Linked DNA regions of Mus musculus: all the other regions are linked to region 1. Evidence: chromatin contacts called from public HiChIP or PLAC-seq, Micro-C and promoter capture Hi-C data. All regions are on one chromosome and are shown on one strand. The core of a region is the stretch at or near the end of the contact, and the rest is flanking DNA. Distances in the headings are between cores, read along the strand shown. Region 1 holds the start of Bcl11b (B cell leukemia/lymphoma 11B). Region 2 holds the start of Tunar (Tcl1 upstream neural differentiation associated RNA). Region 3 holds the start of AU015791 (expressed sequence AU015791). Region 4 overlaps Ak7 (adenylate kinase 7). Region 5 overlaps Papola (poly (A) polymerase alpha). Region 6 has its middle 15 kb from the start of Gm19554. Region 7 has its middle 29 kb from the start of Gm32370.

Region 1 (2,839 bases), core at 195-2,694:
GTGCCCCCCAACCCGTCCCTCTAGCGCGTGCTTCCCAAGGAGACTAGGGTGTGGGGGCGGGGCAGTGCTTGACCCCTAGGAGTTAATGGGGCCCAGAAGGGCGAAGAACCCTTCTGGAATGGGATTCAAACAAAATGTGCCCCCCCCCACTGTGCCCCTCAGTATCATTAATTTTGTTGTTTGAGACGACCAACCCCCAACGGTTTATATGGAGACACTTTTTTGGAAGTTTCTACAAAATGCTCCCCTCTCCAAATAAGTAAAACCAACTGTAACTACTTTTCTAGAGAGTGAAGGAAAACAATTTTATCTGTCGCCTCAGTCTCCCCCAGCCCGTGGTTTCCAGCCCTCTTTCTCGAGTGGGTGGGTTTGGACTTGCTTGGACTCAGTGTACCTCAGTTACTCACACAGCACTCCGCCCCCTTTCTCAGGGAGTCCGGCTCCCGGGGGAGGAAGAGTGAGTGGGGACAAGATTTTATTTTATTTATCCCCCCCCACCCTCTTTTGCGCTACCGGTGCTCGGTGATAAGACCAGCTTACAAAAACAGTAGTTTGCACGTGTGGCCGGCCGGCCTGGGTTGCGGGTGTGCGCACTGGCGAGTGTGTGTGAGTGCGCGCGCGCGTGTCTCGGTGTGTGCTTTCTTGTTCTCTTACAGGGTACAATGTTAAAAAGCCACCGCTAGTCGCCCCCAGTGCTCCGACTCTCTGGGTCTTTTTGTCTCTAGAGCAGATTAAACGTCACGTCCGCACTTGAACTTGAATTTTATCCCATTGTACAGAGGCAGCCCCAGCCACAGAGAGACCGAGAGCTCCCGGAGAACCCGGACTCCGCCATCTTCACGTTGCAATCTATAGCTCCCGTCCACGCCCGCACCGACCCGGGCGCACTGGGCGAGCCGCCCCGCAGCCCCGCTCCCCCTGGGCCCGCGGCGCCGGGCAGCGCTGGGGAGCGCACGCGGGGACCCGCAGCCCCTCCGGCCGGCGCCAGCCTGCCAGGTGACCCGGGAAGGAGCCGCTCCCGGAGTCCCCCAGAGCCTCGGAGGGGTCAGCCTCCGAGAAAGAAAAAAAGCAGGCAGCGCGCAGAAAACCCAGAAAGAGCCGAACCAAGGCAGCTTTTCATTGCTTTTGGGTTTTTGAGGGGGCGGGGTGAGGGGGTACGAGACAAGTCCCCAAGTTTTCTTTGCCTTTTTTTTTTTTTTGGCTTTTTTGAAATTTGTTTGCATTTTTTCCTCCCCCCTCCCCTTGGGTGGAAGTGCGCGTTCCACCTACCAGACCCCGAAAGAAAAGTGTCAGAGGCCGGTGCAAAACCCGGCGTAACTTCAAGAAGACATTTACAAGTCTAAGAGGCCAAGCACTTTGAAGAAGTGTGAGAGATATTTTTCCTCCAAAAGAATATATTTTTAAAGAAACCGGCCAGCCAGCGGCGAGCAACAGCAGTTTTATAATTTATTTTAGCCTTTTCTCTATTTTAGAGCAAGCCATCTTCCTGGCTTTTTCTTCTTTCTTTTTGCAAAAACAAAAACAAAAACACAGCCCAGAAGAAAGAGCAAAATAAAGACGAAGAAGAAGAAGAGGAGGAGGAAGAGGAAGAGAGGAAGGGCAGAGGCACCAACCCGGGCGGAGGAGGAGGCGCGGCGGCGGCGGCGGCTCAGACCCCCTCCCCGGCCCGCATCTGTGCAGCTTTCCGGGCGATGCCAGAATAGATGCCGGGGCAATGTCCCGCCGCAAACAGGGCAACCCGCAGCACTTGTCCCAGAGGGAACTCATCACGCGTAAGTGTCTGCCGCACGCGCGAAGGGCCGGCGGCTGGGGCTCCGGGCGCCCGGGGCTGGGGACACCAACCCGGGAGCAGCGGCCGAGCGTGGGGTTCTGGGAAAGTTTCTCTGCAGCCGGGGGCAGCCGCCGCGGGCTCCGGGCCGGGGAGGGGGCGCGCGGGCTTGCAGGCGGCTGTGCGCGCCGAGCCCGGCCGGACGCTCGGCCCTCCAAGCGGCGTGTGTGGCGGCGGCGGCGCTGGTGGCGGGGTTTGGAGAGGAGGGGGAGGGGGCCGAGGAGTGGAGGGGGAGGGGGAGCCGGGAAAAGTTGGCGAGCGCGTGGGTCCGCGCTCGGAGGAGCGGGCGGACGGAGCCCCGAGAGCGCCCTGGACCCAGGGACCCGCAGGGGAAAGGGATGGCCGCGGGCTTCGGGTTCCCGGTCGCTGCGCCCCGCCAGGCTGGGCGCCGACCGCGCCGCTGCTAGGATTCCGAAGCCGCCGTCCCCTCCCCTCCTCTCGCTATTTGCAAAAGAATCCAGCTGCGCAGCTGTTTGCTGTGCTGGAGCACCCCCTCCTCATTTCCCCACCTCCGTCTCCTGGGACGGTCTTGTCTTCTTTCCCCCCCCAACTCAAAAAAAAAAAAAAGGTGTGGGGGGGAGGTTTTGGGTTGGTGAAAAAAAAATCCCCGCCACGAGTTAACAAAAAAGTCATGAGTGGGGAAAAAAAAGGGATGCTCTTATAACAGTAAAAATGAAGAGAAAGAAAAAGGAAGGGGAGAAAATACCTATCATCCTCTTATCCATCTTTCTATCTCTGTATCTTTCATCTTCCCATCTAAATAAACAAGGCAGGTCGCGGTGCAAATCCGCCGGATTTCAAGCAAGTGGAGGGGCTTGCAAAGTCAGGCAGCAGGGCAGACTCTCAGCAGCTTCCACCGCCCCAGCTGGGTTCATTTAGAAAAGAAAACGCCAGCGCGAGCCGCGCAGGTACACAGTTCTCCCAGAGCCAGCCGGGTACCCGCGCTGCCACCGGCGAGGTCGGCTTGCAGAGCTCTGGGAAGCCCCGGCCGCAGCCTGCGCGAGTCTCTCC
Region 2 (2,839 bases), core at 130-2,629, 2.7 Mb after region 1:
CCTTGTGACCTTGATTAGCACATTTAGTATCTCTGGGCCTCAGTTTCCTCGTCTGATACACGGAGAGGGGGGACCCTACTTCCTTGGAGCAGTTTGGAGATCCACCACCCAGCAATGACTGAACACTCACCAAACATCCAGTTCCCCCTGGTGACTAAGTCCGAATCCAGGTTGCACACATAGATGCTTATCTAGACCAAACAGGTCTCTTGCCTGCCTGCGTGTTAAGCCCGCTGCTGTTTCCCAGAGAGCCCAGGAAAACACCGGGTCTTGAAGGCACCTAGGCTGTTCAGAAGCCAGGTAGGGTTTGGGGACAGATTCCAGGCACTGGGTAGTAATTGGAGAGGGGGCTCGGAGGCAGCCTCGGAATCCTGTGAAGGGGCTTTGTTCCCGAGGCGAAAGGTCTGGCTTACCGAGAAGAGCATCCGGAGGCAGGTGGGGGGCGCGCAGGGCACGCAGCAGAGCCACAGCCCGGCCCGGGTCCGGGGAGCGGGAGCCAGAGGAAGGCGAGGAGAAGGAGGAGAGAGAGGTTGCCGTGGGTTCCTGCCTCATTCTCCCAAACAGCGCAGACCCACTGGCCGCCTCCGGCTGAGGCTGGCCGCCGGACACCGGAACCCAATCATGCTGTTCATGTCCCTGTCAGCGACTGGCGAGGTGTGCGCGAGGCTGGGTTGTCTGCAGGCGACACCCAGGGGCTCCTCATGCCCCACGCCTGGGCTCGGCGGGAAGATCTCGGAGGGTGGCTGCGCCCGGAAAAGGAGAGAAAGAAAGCGTGAGAGAGCACACTGAGCTGCGCCCCGCGGGGCTGGGGGCGGGCAGCACCGCGCGCCCCACCCACCGCGCTCTGCGCCCCGCGCCGCGCACCCGCCGGGCAGCCGAGCCCCAGAAACTTTAGCACATGGCCGGTCCGCCGGCCGCTGTGGCCCGAGCCGCCCCGCTAGTGGCGTAGTCCCCGCCTCAGCTCCAGATCGCAGCTTACCAGCAGCCACCGCAACCGCAGCGGAGGGTCGCCTACCTGGCGGTGCGGAGAGTGGTGCGGACCAGCGTGGGAGGAGAAGGGGGCGGCGACGTCGGGGTCCCCGCAGGGGAGGGGCAACTCCGCGGTGGCAATAGCCACCCTTAAGGCATCCAGGGAGGGGACTGAGAACCAGCTGAAGGGTCTGCAGGCTCCGATAGGGGAGTGTCAGTGCGTTCCCCGCCCCTCGGCGCAGATGCTGACGACGCGCGCGGGCTTCCCTGGCCCGGGTCTGCGGAGCTAGCCCTGTTACCTAGCGACTCGCTCCGGGAAGCCCACGCTGACGCGCTAGGAGCTGGGCTGCGGCAGAGGGGAAGGGCGGGGAGGGAAGGGGAGAGAAGAGGAGGGATAAGGAGGGGAATGAAAGAGGAGAGGAGGGGAGCTCTAGAGGGAGAGGGGGCAGGGGAAGCTGGCGTTGCCGGCAAAAGCTCCTCCCTCTACCTCCACGTCGCTGCTGGGGAGTGGGCCGGGGAAGACGTGGCCTCTGCCTGGTCCCGAGGATTTGGAACCGGCTCCTGGGTGAGGGTGGATGGAGGGAAAAGGGTGATGCAGGTTCCCCTGTGCTGGGGTTACAGCAGCAGGTGGCGGCTATGTGGCTCATGGAGGCCTGCCGCTCACAGGAATGCAGAGATGAGCCAGTGAATGTGGCCTTGGGCGTGTGGGTGTGTGTGAGACGCCCCCACCCACAAGGAGTATTTGGAGACCCAGGAACCTGGGTGAGAGAGGCGCCACCCCTTTCCTGGCCTGCCTCTCTTCTTCCTGGACATTTTGTTCTTGCGCTGTGCTCATCATGGAAGCTCTGGACTATCTCACCGAGCTCCTCCTACCTCTCGGGGAACCAGAGGATGGCTGCTAGGTAGTGACAGCTTTGTTCCTCACCCCTTGATGCCCGACCAGTGACCAGGTGTCTAGTTTCAGGAGGTCAAAGACCTGCCTCCATGTGCCTTCCTCCTTAAGGATTTGCGGCCTCTCAGGCCAGACTGGGCCTCAGGCCCAGGCATGCCCAAATCTTTACAGCTTATAGGACGTTTCAAAGTAACTTAACATCCTAACCAAAATAGTCATCCCCGAAGGTCATAGCTAAGAACTGACCCCTGGGGTACCTAAATCTGAACACGCGTTTTCTGTAAAGTGTACTGTAACTAGGTTTTCTGTAAGGTGTCTCTTGGTTCTCCAGAACCTTTCCAAAATGCACCCCTAAGGCCCACAAAAGAGTCCTCGTCAAAGCAGACAGGGACCACAGCCTCCAAAGACGGTGAGGCAAACTTTCAAATGCAGTGGGTACCTCTAGGTAGAACCCAGACCCTTGGATTCAGCTGGATACAAGGACTCTGCCATGTCTAAAGGACCCTCAAACCTGCCAAGATCCTGCCCCTTCCTTAATGCCCCAGAACAGGAACAGCTGCCACCTCCCTGAGGACCGACCCAGCCTCATCCTTCACTCCCTCCAAGGCTGCTGTTGTCCTGGCTGGGGTGACTATGAGGAGGTGGAGGCAGAAGACCGACCTTCCAGAGAATCACACCTGCCCAGGACCCACATCCCAATTCTTAAGCCAGTATCTCTGCAGCGAGGAGCCCCTCCCTCCAGGAGGACTTTGAGAATGGGGGTGGGGGAGGGGTCGCTGAGGTTTTTGTTGTCAGAGTTGGCCCCAAAACAGGGCTTTTTCTCTGTTCATTTATTCTTCTATATTGTTGAACCCACTACTAGCCCTTCCAAATAGAAACCAGCACCCTCCTCCCTACAGCATTTTATTTTTCAACAGAAAACGGCTGTCATTCCTAGCCCCTGGGGCAACAGTTATGTTCTGACATTTCTCAGCAAGA
Region 3 (2,839 bases), core at 178-2,677, 2.5 Mb after region 1:
AGGAGACAGATCCGGTGCGGACACAGAGCCTCCTCTGAGGATCTGAGGACCACGGAATGAGCGTTGAAGACTTAAATGGCGTGCTTCTGGTTCTGGAAGGTTCCAAGTACTAATTAGAAAATGCCTCTCTGAGAGACAGTCGAAGGAGCTCTTCCAATTGCTATTTGATCGGGAGGCCAAGGTCACAGATAATCTCAAAGATGCTGCTTAGGACTAATAATTCCAAAACTTTTCATTACAGGAAGACAGGTCCCTTCTCAGAATATTCCCTGCGAGATTATTCCAGCATGCAGAGCTTCCCAGATTATAGGGAGAAAATACTGCAAACGCAGCAACAATTATGTGACACCCCCGCCCACTCCATCCACCCCCACACCTGAGAGCCACTCCACACAGACTCACTTGTATTCCCGAAGCAGATCACAGGCAGATTATAAATAAAACCTGCCAGGGGCACCGTGTCCGTGTCAAGTTTTATGGGCGACCACGCTTGGGGCTGAGTGAACCGTCCTGCTCAGTGTGATGCATCCTTGGGAATTCCAGTTTGGGGCGTGGCTGTTGCAGAGAAATGTGTGCTCTCAGAACACCACACCAACTTGAAGAAAGAAAGTCCAACAATATGTGGACTTGGGGTATCTTACATTTCACAGTCTATAAGGAGAAGCAGCAGCCACGCTGTGCACTGGACCTGAGGGACACATGGGACCCAGCGCCTATTTGATACTCACCCCACCCTCCTTGGCAAGAGGAAACTGAGGCTCACGTATAACCAAAGGCACAGTGCCTTCGTGGAACCCCAGGATCTGCATTCAAACAGCAAGTTTTCTGTGTAACCTGGAAAGCCCAGGGAACATAGCACACAGCACCTGAACATGTCACATGTCACCTTAGAACCCTGCTCTGAGCTTCTTCCTTATATGATGGTGTGTGACCAAGACCCCGAGCCTGCCCTGAACTCCAGCTTTAGTCTGCTGCCCCACCTTTCCCTTGGTACCAGACACCAGTCTTGTCCACAGTGACTACCCGTCACAGCAGGGCTGGGGAATATTCTGTCTAGTTGGTGTCCACTTGTTACCCAGGATAGGAACCTCCGCTGAGGGTCCTCTGCTTCAGGTCCTGCCTCCAGATTCCTGTCTTGGCTTCCTTCAGTGATGACTACCATTTGGAGCTGTAAGATGAAGAAAAACAAAACAAAACAAAACAAAACAAAACAAAACAAAACAGCCACTCCCCACACCCAACCCCAAGTTGCTTCTGGTCAGGGTTTTATCCAAGTAACAGGGAAGCCAAACCGAACAGGAGCTGCTGTCCCAGAAGGTGTCCGTGAACCCCAAAAGATCACCAGGAAGCCGACTCCGATGCAATCACACTAGGGTCTTTAGTTACAAGTGTGAGCTTGGGTTATATCACCCTCTCTGATGCAGCAGAACAGGAGGGTGCAGCCCTGAGCTCTCAGCGGGACAAGGCTTTATAGGAAATGACCAGCAAGAGGGAGGAGATCAGCCTAGCAAGTGTCTAATTTTATGACTATTGTAAGCCAACAGGTGGGTGCTCTGAAGCAAAACCGTGAACAATCACAAATGGTCTGTAAGTACATCTGAAACAATCAGACTAATCTCTGATTGACTCTTTCGAGGAAATAGCTAGGGAGTAACTCTGGGGTATGGGCCAAGGACAAAGCACAGGGTCTTTCCTGTGCTTGGTTACAGCTTGGGTTTAGCTGCAGGTCAATTTCTAGGGCTTTTTTTTTTTTTTTAAATTGAACTCAGGACCTCTGCTCACTCTGGTCCAAGGATTTATTTATTATATGTAAGTACACTAGCTGTCTTTAGACACACCAGAAGAGGGTGTCAGATCTCATTATGGATGGTTGTGAGCCACGATGTGGTTGCTGGGATTTGAACTCAGGACCTTTGGAAGAGCAATCAGTGCTCTTAATCACTAAGCCATCTCTCCAGCCCTTCAGGCTTTTTTCTTTTTTTTAAAGATAGAGTCCGGTCCCCAGATGGAGTAGGTTTGGCTTCTGTGAGCCATCTCCAGTAGCAGGGGTCAGAGACTGTGCTCACATGGAACTGCAGAAGAGGCACACTAAGAAACCCATCACCCTTGAAACCAGTCACCACATCTACAACGAAGACTGTGGCTGTGCAACTGAGAGAAGCCAAGAGTCCCTGAGCACCTGCGTGCCCACAGTTTCCATTTCCGAGTGCCACAGTTACCTGGTACTGGGATTCAAATATCCCACCCAAGGTCAGGCTCTTCCCACAGACGGGTGGAGGGTACCCTAGCCCTTCAGGGGAGCGCTGTGATTGGACAGTGTAAGACCCACTCCATTTACTTAGGGATGAGAGACACAAGACTCATTCAAGTTTGGAGGTGCAACATTGTATAGCTTTAGTTACAGACATGAGCTCCCAGCGGCAGCCCCTTCTGGCCTGTGTGGTCACTTCCTCCCTTTGTCAATGTATATGTGGACATTTCCAGGCTCCTCATTTCCCACGCCCACACCTTAGCCACACCCACTTCCAGGCTGGGCAATCACCACCCAACTGGTCACTGCTTTGAGTGAGCACTGCCCGACTGCTTTGCCTACCCCTTGCTGAGATCTCAGAAACAAGAAAGCTTCCTTGGTAGCCGGGTGCACCGCATCTGTCACAGCTCCAAGTTGACTTGTTTTGGCAACAGTCTGATAAAGTTTCTAAATATGGTGGAGGAGGGGGTTTCCATGGATCCAGTTGTATCTGGGATTGCAATACAGGAACTGGTTGCCTGAATGTTCAGCATGTGTAGAGAGGGCGTCTCCCCTTCTCTTTCTTGTGAAACTGCCACGACCACCACA
Region 4 (2,839 bases), core at 239-2,738, 2.3 Mb after region 1:
TAGGACACGTATAAGATTTGAATTCTGCCCCTGGGGAAGCTAAGGCTGGAGGCAGAGGAGAGTGAGACCCTGTTTCAAAGGGGGGGGGGGGGGGTTCAGGCTTACAGTTCGCTGCCCGGCTTTTGGAACTTTGTCTACCATTGCAACCCATCTTATCTGAGACAAAGGGGAAAAGAAATGGGTTGTTCAGCAGTGTACCCCAAGCCCTTTCTTTCCCAGGGCTGTTTCTCGGCTGACAGGGTCTCTAAGTGATGAAGCTACACTCGTGATCAGAAGTGTGGAGACATGGGGTGGATAATGAATGCTTCATCAGACACACTTCCGGGACACGCCACACATCAGGGAGGCCTCTTACCCTGCGAGGTCAACAACATGAATGGCCGGAATGCAATTGGTCCCATCTCCAAACACGGGTAGTGCGGGGACCTCGCCCAGCCAGGCCATCTGAAAGAGACGGGCAGGGGGCGTTTGCCCCAGCATGTGTTTCTCAGGGGGCTCCAGAAGCGCCACCGCGCACGCGCATGCCTGGCCTCTAGTTGTCCCTCTTGGGTCCCCTTCTCTCAGACTTTAATACAGTCAGCCCCATAAAAAAAATCTAATTGTCAACGCTTAGATCTCATCTTAACAATCTGCAGTATTTGACCCTACAGGCAACTCCGTTTTTTATGGGGTTTTTTGTTTTGTTTTGTTTGTTTGTTTCTGATAGACTCTTCCTGGTCACCATTGGCAACACTGCCTGCCATTTCTCTTTGTCCCTCCTGGGTCTCCCTCCCATTTCCCGTATCCTCCAGATCCTGTGGGTCCCAGTTCTCAGTCCTCCTGTGTGTGGACTCTCCAGGTGGCACAGTGGTGCCCATGGTTTAGATGCCTTCCTCACGCTCAGACCTCATGCCGACTCCTCACGCTGACTGACTCCTCATGCTGACTGACTCCTCACGCTGACTGACTCCTCACGCTGACTGACTCCTCATGCTGACTGACTCCTCACGCTGACTGACTCCTCACGCTGACTGACTCCTCATGCTGACTGGTCTTACCAGAGATACAGGCTTGATCTCCTCCCTCCTCGACTTTCTTTTTTATCATTTTTTTTTTTTAAATTTTCACCTTTCCTTAAAGCATAGCTGTGAAAAGACAGCCAGATATGTTTATGAACTTTCTCTTTAAATTTAAAGTTCTTACTATGTGAGGGAGCGAGTGTGTGTAGCGGTATGTGTCAAAGTACAAGTGTGACTTGGTTCTCCTACCATCACCCACTGAGGACTGAACCCAACCCTCTCATCCCCTCCCTCCTCTCCCCTTCCCCTCCCCTCCCCACCTCCCCTCCCCTCCCCTCCCTCTTCTCCCTTTCCCCTCCCCTCCCCACCTCCCCTCCCCCTCCCCCTCCTTTCTCTTTGTTCTCTGAGACAGAGTTTTACCATTGTCTTCTAGGCTGATCTCAGTCTCTCTCAGTCCTGCCTTTGCAGGCTGGCACCCCCTGCCTTATAAAACACAGTTGGAGAATGCACACAGTGGGCTGACAGATGGCTCAGCAGGTAAACACTTTCCAACAGGGACTCCACCAAGCTGTCCTCTGACTCGTGTATTGGAGCTGAGGCGTGTGCAGGCCCCAGCATACACATAATATACATGTATATAGTAGTAGTAGTAATAATAATAAATCAAATAAATGCCAACAAAGAATCCCCAGAGTCTCAGGCCCCGAGTGAGGTTGAAGGCAGGGACATGGGGTGAGGAAGTGGCTACTTTGTAACCTAACTTGAAAGTGAAATTAAAAATGAAGAAAGTAGAGTCTACTTAGTCCTTGGAAAAAACCAGACCTTAAAAAACGTGTGTAAGATGCCTCCTTCTGCTCCATACTGAAGTCCTGAGGCGACTACATAAGTTGCGAACTTTTTGGCCTAAATGGATAAAATACAGAGAAGGGGGGGTGGAGAGAGCGAGGGAGAGGAAGGATATAACATTAGTTATATTGAAGCAGACTTAGTAAGTTAAACGGACACCGTTACAGACTCTGCAGTCTTTTTTTTTTTTTTTTTTTTTTTTTTTTTGGTTTTTCGAGACAGGGTTTCTCTGTGTAGCCCTGGCTGTCCTGGAACTCACTTTGTAGACCAGGCTGGCCTCGAACTCAGAAATCCGCCTGCCTCTGCCTCCCGAGTGCTGGGATTAAAGGCGTGTGCCACCACGCCCGGCTTGACTCTGCAGTCTTTTCTGGGCTCTTTAGTTAGACACTGCTTAGGGCTGAGACAGGGTCCCTTATTGGAGAAGAAAAAACTGCATGAAATACAGAAATGTTCCCAGCCACCACTGACATTTAATGGGAATGAAGAACTAAATTAAGGCAGAGCTGTTCCTTGTGACAACACCTGTGAACTCTACGTTGGCCCCGAGGGGAAGGGAAGCTGTGAAAACAGGTCCTTCTAGAAGGATCTTCAGTCACCTTTCAGTCACCTATCACAGGGCTCACATGACTGTGAAGCTCAGGATCCGGTGGGGGTTTGCTTGGTTTGTTTTGAAACAGGGTCTCACGTAGCCCAGGCTAGCCTTGCACTCATTATGTAGCAGAGGATGACTTCTGCTTGGTGAGTGCTAGAGTCACAGCTGTGTGCCACCACCCCTAGCTTATGTGGGGCTGAGGATCAAACCGAGGGCTTTGTGCATGTTGGGCAAGCAATCTAGCAACTCAGCTATGGCCCCGGACCCTGTACCAGGTCTCAGTACGAGGGTTTTAATTGACATAAATGCTCTATTCTGCCCGGAGATGAAGTCATTGTGGTCTTGGTGACACTTCGTGGTGACCAAGCTGGCCTCAGTGGTAAGTGCCTAATGAAGCTGCTCT
Region 5 (2,839 bases), core at 168-2,667, 2.2 Mb after region 1:
TAACATTTTCAGGATTTACCAAAAATTATTTTGTAACTTCAAATAGAAATCTTAAAAATATATTTCACAAAATAAAGAACAAGAGAGAGAAAGATATTATTAATAAAATAACACTTAATTACTGTTGGGCCCAGTTTACCATACTAACTGCTCTAACAAGAAGTGGTGTCGGAGTGCCCTCGTGTGGAGGAAGCACTTACATTCACCTGAGACACACAGCTAGCATTTAGCAGTTATTTTCTGACACTCTAAATTATAAAATTAACTATATAACTGAACAATAATTTAACTCAACTTTTAGGGAATTAAAAAAAATTGTATCACAAATTTTATTACAAGGCATCTTTAATATTCCAAAATACAGAGATGAATCATAAAATGTTTCATGAGACGTTTCCACACAGGCATAGAAGTTGAGAGCATTTATTAGTCTCACATTAGTCTCAGCCAGCTTCAGCAACAGTTAAGTCAAAGCCAATCTACTCCTTCCTGTGGCCTTCAACCAAGGATTATTCTGAAGCGAAACTGAAGCTGCTCCCAATTATCTGTGATTACCTCAAATACGTGGCCCTGCTGTATTTAGACACTACCCTCCGCAATAAAGGCCCTCCCTCAATCACAGGACACAAGATACATTCTCTAAAAACAGCGTAACTGGGGTGGTCTGACTGGTTTATAAATCCTTTCACAACTGAATAAAAAAACTCTACTCAAAAAAACACTTTCAAAGCCAACCCCACTGGGGCGCCATGGCTGCAGGCACGTAATCAATCAGTGCAGCAGAGTGGGAAACATGTGGTGGAGGAACACAAGCACACTCCTCATTCGATGACCTCTTGGCTACTGAGGCTGAGGGAAAGCATACAGACAAACAACTTTGAGAAACTGAGTAGAACACTGGTGTTGGCAGAGTATGGCAGAGTGTGTTTCCCACAAGCACTGAGACTCTAAGCCACAGGTGAGTACACGGCTGGCAGCTAGCTCAGCGCCTCAGGTAATCTAGTTAGTACATGCTATGAGGAGACACTGATTTTTGGGTCAACGTTTGACCTACACTTTGGTTTAAGTTTAAAAGGATTCAAGAAGAAAAATAAAGAAGGTGAAGGTTTGTGAATTAGCAAGACAAGACTGCTTGTGTGCATATGGAACTGTCCCAGCCAACACTAACGCTAGTCAATTACTCTAAGGAGTTATTGACTGTCTACAGAATAACTAAATAAAATCAATACTAAAAACTAAACTGAAAAAGAAACACATCTTAAAAATTAAAAATATCAGGGAGCCAAAGGCAGTTCAGGAGCACTTAAGCTAAGCACCATAGTGAATGAATAAATACAATGAAAATCTCTCTGAGCCTTGCACACAGGTCCGGAACACTGTTTGTTCTTTGTTTCACTCTCAGCCTTTGACCTATAAATAAACATTTATGTCATCACACACAACAGTGAGGATCTGAACGATCTGCGGTGTAAGGGAAGACCTACAGCTGCCTCCATTCCCTTTGCCGGCGCCTCACCAGAGCTCAGGATAGTCTCAGCCCCACCAGTTTGAGGGGCCAATGTATGTCACAAGTCAGAGCTCGACAGAGCTTCCTACCAGCTCAGAGCAATGGCTCCAAATCAATAGTCTGCCTGCCTTTAACTTTAAACTACAGAAAACTTACAGACTTTAACTACTTCCACAAACAAAAATTTAATAGTCTAGCATGAGCCTTCATTTGAAATCAATATACCACTCTAATATCAAAACCACTGAGCAAACTCTCCATGCTTGTTTTACACTTAGTACCTGAGAGGCCAACAGAGAAGCCGATGCCGGAACAGTTTCTGATTGAACCGCACTTGTCTCCAGATCAACTTGTTCCTGGGAAACAAAGGATGGGGAGAGGGGAAGAGACACTTTTTTAAAAAAGAAAAAAAAAAAAAAAATCAAAGAGCATAAATGGGTGTGGTGGCTAATAAAGAAGACAAACTAGCAACAGGAGGGTAGAGAAAGATGTACCTACATTATATCACAAGTCATCCAGCCCTGTTATAATCTATTGCTCCATTTCAGATACAAATTGTAGGGCATGACCAAAGTATCTCACAGTTCCCAAATTGCTCTAACTTGGATGTTTTAACAAGTACTAATTAAAGGTATGCACAGGCACTTTAGAAAATGTTACCTAGATAATAATTCACAAAACATAAAACCAAAGAATGTCCTTAACTATGTGGGGGAAATGCATAACATTAGTAAATAAAAACTATTCAGAGGCACAAAAACTGCCCCACATTAAAGTAATTAAAGTAGCAAACAGCTGTAAATTGTCCTTTTCTTATGGTCTCTATCTACTGCCCTCCTCTGTCCAATAATCAATGCCCCAATTAGTGAGCAGACAACAGAGCGACAACTGTGTCACCCCACAGCAGCTTCACTCGCATACAGAAAACACACAAGCAGAGGAAGATACAGGTAAAAGCATATTTCTAAACTGTGAACACAGGAACCATCACTGCTTTCCCTACAAACTGCACAGGGTTAACAAGAATGGGAGAAGTGGAGTCTTTCACAGGGACTGTTTGGAATATGTATCAAGTTCTTAAAAATGTATTAAATAAGCAGAGCTGAATGGCAGATATTTACAATACTCCAATGCTGCAGTGGGAAGGTGCAAATTGTTTTTAATGGAAACAGTTGCTGACAATAAGTAACTAGTAAGGTGTGATTAAAAAAAATTCCAATACAGTCAATATGCAGATTATATAACATAAACCTATTTTTCTCGGTCTGCAAAGTGCGTTATAAATCAAAAGTAAAGGCACTGGTGTATATGTATACATGCACAGCTTGAAAG
Region 6 (2,839 bases), core at 137-2,636, 2.1 Mb after region 1:
TGAGCCTCCCTGAGCTTCCACCACTCCATAATGTTCTCAGGGTTGGTCACACAGAACCAATGTCCCCCAGGAGGGTCACGGGGACACTCAATGTCCTGGTTACACCTAGGGTCATTTATATCCTTTGGGTCTCAGCTCAAATGTCACATCACTGCAAAGTCCCCTTGTCTCCCAGGTCAGGGCCTTCTGGCTTGTGCAACTCCCCCACCCCCACCCCCACGACTGCCTTGCCCAGACCCTCTGCTCCTCTGCAATTTTTTGATTAATTTGTATCACTTGTTGCCTGAACACCTTCTCCACATAAAGCAAGTCCCTTTAGCCAGGGCCTTGCTGTTTAGTATTCTCATCACCTCGGAGCCTGTTACATGATAGACAGCCAGGAAATATCCATGGGGGCGGGGGGGGGGGGGAATGAATGAGCAAATGGATGAATTAATGAATGAGATTGTCCTTTCCAAGTGATGTGTTTATAAAAAGATGAGAGAAAGAATATGTTCTGTGTGTGTGTGTGTGTGTGTGTGTGTGTGTGTGTGTGTGTGTGTGTGGTATGGGGGAAGGGGATGTCTCAGCAGGCCCATGCCAAGGTATCCCTTCCCCTTGAGGGACCAGTCACATGACAACGGTACAGTACAGAATAGAGTTTATTCAGGGCATGGGAGGGGAGTTAAGAGAGTAGTAGAGGCAGAGAAAAGCAGAGAGAGAGAGAGAGAGAGAGAGAGAGAGAGAGAGAGAGAGAGAGAGAGAGAGAGAGAGAGAGAGAGAGAGAGAGAGAAGTAGAGGAGTAGAGGCCCGCCATAAGCACGTGGGGGGCGGGGAGGAATGGGGAAGAGGGGCGAGGGGACAGAGCGGGATCAAGAAGGAAAGAACAAGAAGGCAAGAGCCCAAGAGAACAAGAAAGGAACAAGAGAGAGAAGAAGGGGCAAGCAGCCCCTTTTATAGTGGATCAGGCCTACCTGGCTGTTGCCAGGTAACTGTGGGGGTGCAGTTTAGCCAGAATGCTAACACCGAGGTTCTGATGACTTGTGGATGTCATCAGTGATGAGACTGGGCAGTCTCCTGTAGGACCAGTGCGAGCTTACCTAGGATATAGGCTTGATCCTTGCCAGATCCTCTCCGCTCTAGCCTAAGTCCTTACTGAGCGGGAGTTTCTCCCGCTCGCCCGCCCCGGGCCTCACATCCACCAGCCCGCTATCCTCTTCAACCAGACCCGTATCTCCTTTGGAGTTGTAATTAAAATAACATATTCACCAGCTGTTTTTTTTTTTTTCCTCTAGATTTAATCTGCCCGGGCTCTGATTTGCATAGTAAAAGCACTAATTAGCCCCTCTGAGTGCTTGGGCACGGAGAGGGCAGTAACTGGTCACATCGTCCCTGCAGACGGGTTCCCAGTGCTCTGGGCAAGGATCCGGTGGCGGCCAAGCCCTGGGCATGCGCAGGCAGCCTTTGTTTCCCAGTATTTGGGGACTGGGAGGCTACTGGGCTTCTTCCTCGTGGCTCGCCTTCTCTTTGAAGTGTCTTGTTTGATCTGTTTGCTTGTCTGTCAATTTTGTTTTAATTCCTTTGGAGTGTGTATGTTTGAACCTTCCTGGCCACCCCGGGGCTCAGAGTCCCAGAAAGTGGAGCTAGCCTTCAACCTCCATGACAACCATGAGCAGCCATAAATCCCCAGCCCACAGGGCTGTGTCCCTTCCCAAAGCTGCCCCCAAGGTAGAGCGGGGGCAGTTCCAGCCTGTTGGTCCTTTTAAATTATATCGTTACTGGAACCATTCAAAGGAATAGCTAATTGCTGTTGTTATTATTTCCTTAAAAATAAATTGGGTGCTGTGAGGAGGCGACCATAAAAGCCGCCAGCCTGTGAAGAGAGGTTCTAACAGACCCGGAGGCAGGTAGCATCAGCATCCCTCCTGAAGTAGCTGGGATTTTCTGCGACTTCCAGACTGAGCCATTAGATGAGGAATGTGCCTACCCAACCTGTGGCTACAGGAGGGAAACTGAGGCCTAAGCATTGCAGGAGCTAGCGACAGCCGGCCATGGTAACAGCTGGGGTCCCAGAATCTCATAAATTCCAACCCAAGATCTGCTATCCTTCCTCCCCCAGTCCCCCACCCACCCCGCAATGCACACTCACTACTTCCAGACCTCAGGCTCTCCCAGGCAAACAGCAAGAACTGGGCCACAGTGAAACAGCCAGGTAGGGATGGTGCTGGCCCCAGGGGACCAAGCCAACCCTGACGAGAATGAAGCCAAGCGTTCAGCACTGATGGAATGCAGGAGCAGTCTGCAGATCCTGAGCATGGGGGCCTAAGATGACTGCCATACACTCGGTGGCCACCCACCCAGGGACCGTGCCAGCCCTCCTCGAGGCATCCCTCCCTCCACCCATCCTCACCTGATGTGTCCAAGAGGTCACATCTAACTGGGATTGTGACTCCAGTGACCTCCTGCCTGGAGTGTCAGCCAGGCTGAAAGCTTCAAGGTCAAGTGTACAGCACCGAGGTGTGGGGCCAGTGGGGGAAGGAGGCAGTGCCAGGATGCGCTTTGTGGAGACAAGGGGGACGTTCTTGACTCTGGGGCAAATCACTAGAAACCCAAGGAAACCAGGTCAGCTAAAAACTTATGTCATGTGGTCCAGACAGGAACAGCACAAGAGAGGAAGGGCCAGCAGACAGTGTGTGTCCTGGATCAGATGTCGGGGAACTCGGCAGAGGCAGGCACTCCAGCCTAAGCTGCTACTGCAATAGGTGGTAGGGTGATGGTGAGGTGATGGTGAGGTGATGGTGAGGCTCTGGTGAGGTGATAGTGAGGTGATGATGAGGTGATAGTGAGGTGATGTTAAGTG
Region 7 (2,839 bases), core at 140-2,639, 2.1 Mb after region 1:
GGTCATGACTGTTACTGATTAATGCTATCGGTGAGGGGCTGGTTGGTGCCTCTCTAACTCCATGCTTCTTTGAACCCCCCACCCCCACCCCAATTCTCACCTTGAGTCTTTCCATGCCATTATACAAAGTCAGAGCTTCTCCTGAACTTCTGATTGGCCAACAGTCCTCTTTTCTCGAGGCTCAGTGTGATGTTTGCTTTCATTGAGGGCAGGAGTAATCACGGAGTTCAGATCAGATAAAAATGATCTAGGTGTTTCCTCTGTTGTAGGGGCCACCCTTGGGGTGTCACCTCCCCTTTCACTGATGTTCACCCAACACAAGAAGCAGCAGTGTGAAGTAACTGTCTCAGAAGGCACAGAGAGGGCAGGTGACTTGCCTGAAGACACAAGATCGGGAGTAGCAGGGGCGACTGAGTCTTTCATTATTTCACATCTGAGGAGAGGTAGGCCCCCTTCAGGGGTCAGGTTGCCTTAGAAAAACCTACATAGGAATAGCACACCCCTCTACACTCAGGCCTCCCGGTTGCAAACAGAAAGACACCTGTATCCCAGCAGGAGATACACAGCATCGCAGACCAACAGTACTATCTGCCCTCACATTCTCTCAGTGTTGAAGGGTCTCCTGCCACCCCTTTCCAGTCTGGGGTCCTCTCCCGCCTCCTGCTATAAGCCCATTTAGACTGAGCATACCTTCTGCCCTGACACCCGCTCTGTTTAGGCCACATGGAATCATACCTTCTTCTCTCTGAGCCTGGCCATGTCGGGTCCCAGCCCCCACCCGTATTTAAGGAGCTGGTCTGTGCTGATCTTTGAGCTCCAGGTCTCAGATGAGTTCACCCCCAGGATAGTTGAACAGAGGTTTACTCTGTTCTGTCGTCAATTGGGACAAGTCCTTGTTCTCTCCGGGTGCTTCTGCACCACGGAATGCAGGGAATTCAGGAACAACTCTTTGTCTTTTTAAGGGCTTCTTCCGATAAGATCACCTTGCTCCACGGAGAAACCCTAAGAGGTAGGGTTCTTGCTTCCTTGGGCCCATACTTCTTTCTTTGTCTCCCAATGAGAAAACGGACCAGAGATGTGATGCTTGTCCTAGATACACAGCTAGGCGGTTGGCAAGAACGGGCTGGGACCACACAAAACCACAGCCCCTTCAGGAGCCAAGGACAGATGAGATGCTTCCCAGGCTCAGGTTGCTTCTCTTCCGTGGCCAGTCACCTGCGCCCCCGAGGGGTGTGGCCTGGGCCGGGGGGCGTGTCCTCCCGCCGTACAGTTCATCCCCCCCCCCCCCCCCCCCCACGACTGCCTGCAGCCTCGCAGCCAGCTGCCCTCCGCCTCTGCAGATTCCAAGCTTCTCTGCGAACTGGCGAACTGGCACCTAATCATGGCCATCTGCGCGCAGAGCGAGTCTTGGCTACCTCGTGATGCCTCTCCACTTGCAAGTTTTCAAAGTGACGCCGGGTTCTCGGTGCTTGCAAAAATGTCAGCTTCTGACACATCCAATCGAAACTGAAAATAGGGAAAGGTTTCGGGTAAACTGAGAGGCGCTGGGTTGGTTTTCCTCTTGGCTGAAGGGAGGTGGCTTCTCTTCTAGTCTTCTCTAAAATGCAAAGGGCTCTCTCTCTCTGTCTCCTCTCTTGGCATCTGAACAGGGATTTCCATCTTCGCCCGGGTTGTTCTCCAGGGTCCCCAATTGCTCATCGGGCTGTGGCTGATGTTGTGATGATGTGGTCCACTTTCTCCACTAGGTAGTCCCAGTTGTAAGAAGGGACAGATAGGGAGTGACAACCTGTATGGAGCTGACATCTGACCTACTGTGCTCTCTTTCAACCAAAGCAGCCATTTTCCTTTCCTCCACAGAGGTGAGGGAAAGGGGTATGGCAAGAGGGACCACCAGGCACCTGTCAGTGAATGTTGGGGCTGGGATTTGACCCAAATATTCTGTCACCTCCAGCAGATCATGGGTGACATGGGCTCAGGGGTTCTCATAGGAGCCAAGGGAAGAACAAGAGAGGCTGGGAGGGGTTTGGAGCAGGAAGGTTGTCTTAGTTAGGGTTTCTATTCCTGCACAAACATCATGACCAAGAAGCAAGTTGGGGAGGAAAGGGTTTATTCAGCTTACACTTCCACATTGCTGTTCCTCACCAAAGGAAGTCAGGGCAGAAACTCACATAGGGCAGGAACTTGGAGGCAGGAGCTGATGCAGAGGCCATAGAGGGATGTTTCTTACTGGCTTGCTTCCCCTGGCTTGCTCAGCTTGCTTTCTTATAGAACCCAGGACTACCAGCCCAGGGATGACACCACCCACAATGGCCCTTCTCACCCTTGATCACTAATTGAGAAAATGCCTTATAGCTGGATCTCATAGAGGCATTTCCTCAAGGGAGGCTCCTTTCTCTGTGATAACTCCAGCGTGTGTCAAGTTGACACACAACAGCAGCCAGTACCAAGGATCATGGGCCAAGTTGCTTCGGGAGACTGTGTGGTTGTGTTAGGTGTTTGTGGAGACCCAGGGTGCAGGCACACAGATCTGGGTGCTCACTTTCGAGGGAGATGCATCCCAAACAAGGGACAAAGGCTTGGTTAGTTAAAGTCAGCAACCATGGCCAGCCTGAACACAGACAGACCCGCCCCTGTTCTGCTCTGGCCCTCTCTCCCCTCCTCCACCCACAGTGCTCAGGGGACCAACCCGTAGGGCTGTGGGGAACTCAATTCAGGGCCTGGAATCCCCCCAGAAAACCAGCTCAGAGGCTCTAGGAGGCTCTAGAGGCCTTTAGGGCAGACAGGCTCCGAGGGCACAGCGGCCTTCCCCTGGGGAACTTCTCTCTCATTTGTGAGTGGC

The links. Promoter capture Hi-C pulls out the DNA fragments that hold promoters and counts their contacts. A called contact is a pair of places that touch in the nucleus more often than the background predicts. HiChIP or PLAC-seq counts read pairs in DNA pulled down with a chosen protein or histone mark.
Region 2: an H3K4me3 HiChIP or PLAC-seq map of embryonic stem cells shows a contact between it and region 1, with 7 times the contacts expected there. The contact joins the promoter of Tunar here to the promoter of Bcl11b in region 1. A contact is called at or near these places in 1 of 39 promoter capture datasets (liver) and 1 of 115 datasets of contacts at active chromatin or transcription factors (embryonic stem cells).
Region 3: a contact with region 1 is called in a promoter capture Hi-C map of embryonic stem cells, with 8 times the contacts expected there. The contact joins the promoter of AU015791 here to the promoter of Bcl11b in region 1. A contact is called at or near these places in 2 of 39 promoter capture datasets (embryonic stem cells and pre-B cells).
Region 4: an H3K27ac HiChIP or PLAC-seq map of embryonic stem cells shows a contact between it and region 1, with 7 times the contacts expected there. The contact joins the enhancer-like site here to the promoter of Bcl11b in region 1. A contact is called at or near these places in 2 of 39 promoter capture datasets (embryonic stem cells and hippocampal neurons) and 3 of 115 datasets of contacts at active chromatin or transcription factors (T-cell acute lymphoblastic leukemia, embryonic forebrain and embryonic stem cells).
Region 5: a contact with region 1 is called in a Micro-C map of palatal mesenchyme, with 6 times the contacts expected there. The contact joins the enhancer-like site here to the promoter of Bcl11b in region 1. A contact is called at or near these places in 10 of 39 promoter capture datasets (the 3T3-L1 cell line, 3T3-L1-derived adipocytes, embryonic stem cells and 7 more), 42 of 484 Hi-C or Micro-C datasets (B cells, the HL-1 cell line, LSK cells and 27 more), 9 of 115 datasets of contacts at active chromatin or transcription factors (SST interneurons, T-cell acute lymphoblastic leukemia, astrocytes and 6 more) and 1 of 9 other capture datasets (embryonic stem cells).
Region 6: an H3K4me3 HiChIP or PLAC-seq map of embryonic forebrain shows a contact between it and region 1, with 25 times the contacts expected there. The contact joins the enhancer-like site here to the promoter of Bcl11b in region 1. A contact is called at or near these places in 5 of 39 promoter capture datasets (the 3T3-L1 cell line, embryonic stem cells, hippocampal neurons and 1 more) and 6 of 115 datasets of contacts at active chromatin or transcription factors (SST interneurons, embryonic forebrain, embryonic hindbrain and 3 more).
Region 7: a contact with region 1 is called in an H3K4me3 HiChIP or PLAC-seq map of forebrain, with 42 times the contacts expected there. The contact joins the enhancer-like site here to the promoter of Bcl11b in region 1. A contact is called at or near these places in 2 of 39 promoter capture datasets (embryonic stem cells and hippocampal neurons) and 5 of 115 datasets of contacts at active chromatin or transcription factors (SST interneurons, T-cell acute lymphoblastic leukemia, acute myeloid leukemia and 2 more).

What each region holds. Positions count from the first base shown.
Region 1 is chr12:108,002,019-108,004,857 of GRCm38.p6, reverse strand. Bcl11b (B cell leukemia/lymphoma 11B) reads left to right here and starts at 1,444. Exons shown (of 4, transcript NM_001079883.1): 1 at 1,444-1,772. The coding sequence starts at 1,715.
Region 2 is chr12:105,335,134-105,337,972 of GRCm38.p6, reverse strand. It overlaps Tunar (Tcl1 upstream neural differentiation associated RNA), which reads right to left and starts at 1,379. Exons shown (of 3, transcript NR_045047.1): 1 at 1,016-1,379; 2 at 414-743.
Region 3 is chr12:105,512,021-105,514,859 of GRCm38.p6, reverse strand. AU015791 (expressed sequence AU015791) reads right to left here and starts at 1,427. Exons shown (of 5, transcript NR_102381.1): 1 at 1,293-1,427; 2 at 1,089-1,168; 3 at 729-834; 4 at 403-555; 5 at 1-109. Gm40565 (a long non-coding RNA gene) reads left to right here. Exons shown (of 3, transcript XR_872958.2): 3 at 242-448.
Region 4 is chr12:105,732,495-105,735,333 of GRCm38.p6, reverse strand. It overlaps Ak7 (adenylate kinase 7), which reads right to left. Exons shown (of 18, transcript NM_030187.1): 6 at 1,821-1,901; 7 at 356-444. Among named protein-coding and RNA genes, the nearest start is that of Ak7, 28 kb to the right of the region's middle. Within about 2 kb of position 1,488, at least 43 of the 459 cell types and tissues checked have an H3K27ac peak or open chromatin away from gene starts, as enhancers often do. A contact at or near this core is called in embryonic stem cells, where this site is marked.
Region 5 is chr12:105,833,734-105,836,572 of GRCm38.p6, reverse strand. Papola (poly (A) polymerase alpha) reads right to left here. Exons shown (of 22, transcript NM_011112.4): 21 at 1,789-1,863. Among named protein-coding and RNA genes, the nearest start is that of Papola, 50 kb to the right of the region's middle. Within about 2 kb of position 1,417, at least 16 of the 459 cell types and tissues checked have an H3K27ac peak or open chromatin away from gene starts, as enhancers often do. A contact at or near this core is called in liver and palatal mesenchyme, where this site is marked.
Region 6 is chr12:105,883,433-105,886,271 of GRCm38.p6, reverse strand. No RefSeq gene overlaps it. Among named protein-coding and RNA genes, the nearest start is that of Gm19554, 15 kb to the left of the region's middle. Within about 2 kb of position 1,386, at least 15 of the 459 cell types and tissues checked have an H3K27ac peak or open chromatin away from gene starts, as enhancers often do. A contact at or near this core is called in embryonic forebrain, where this site is marked.
Region 7 is chr12:105,934,126-105,936,964 of GRCm38.p6, reverse strand. No RefSeq gene overlaps it. Among named protein-coding and RNA genes, the nearest start is that of Gm32370, 29 kb to the right of the region's middle. Within about 2 kb of position 1,389, at least 21 of the 459 cell types and tissues checked have an H3K27ac peak or open chromatin away from gene starts, as enhancers often do. A contact at or near this core is called in SST interneurons, forebrain and hippocampal neurons, where this site is marked.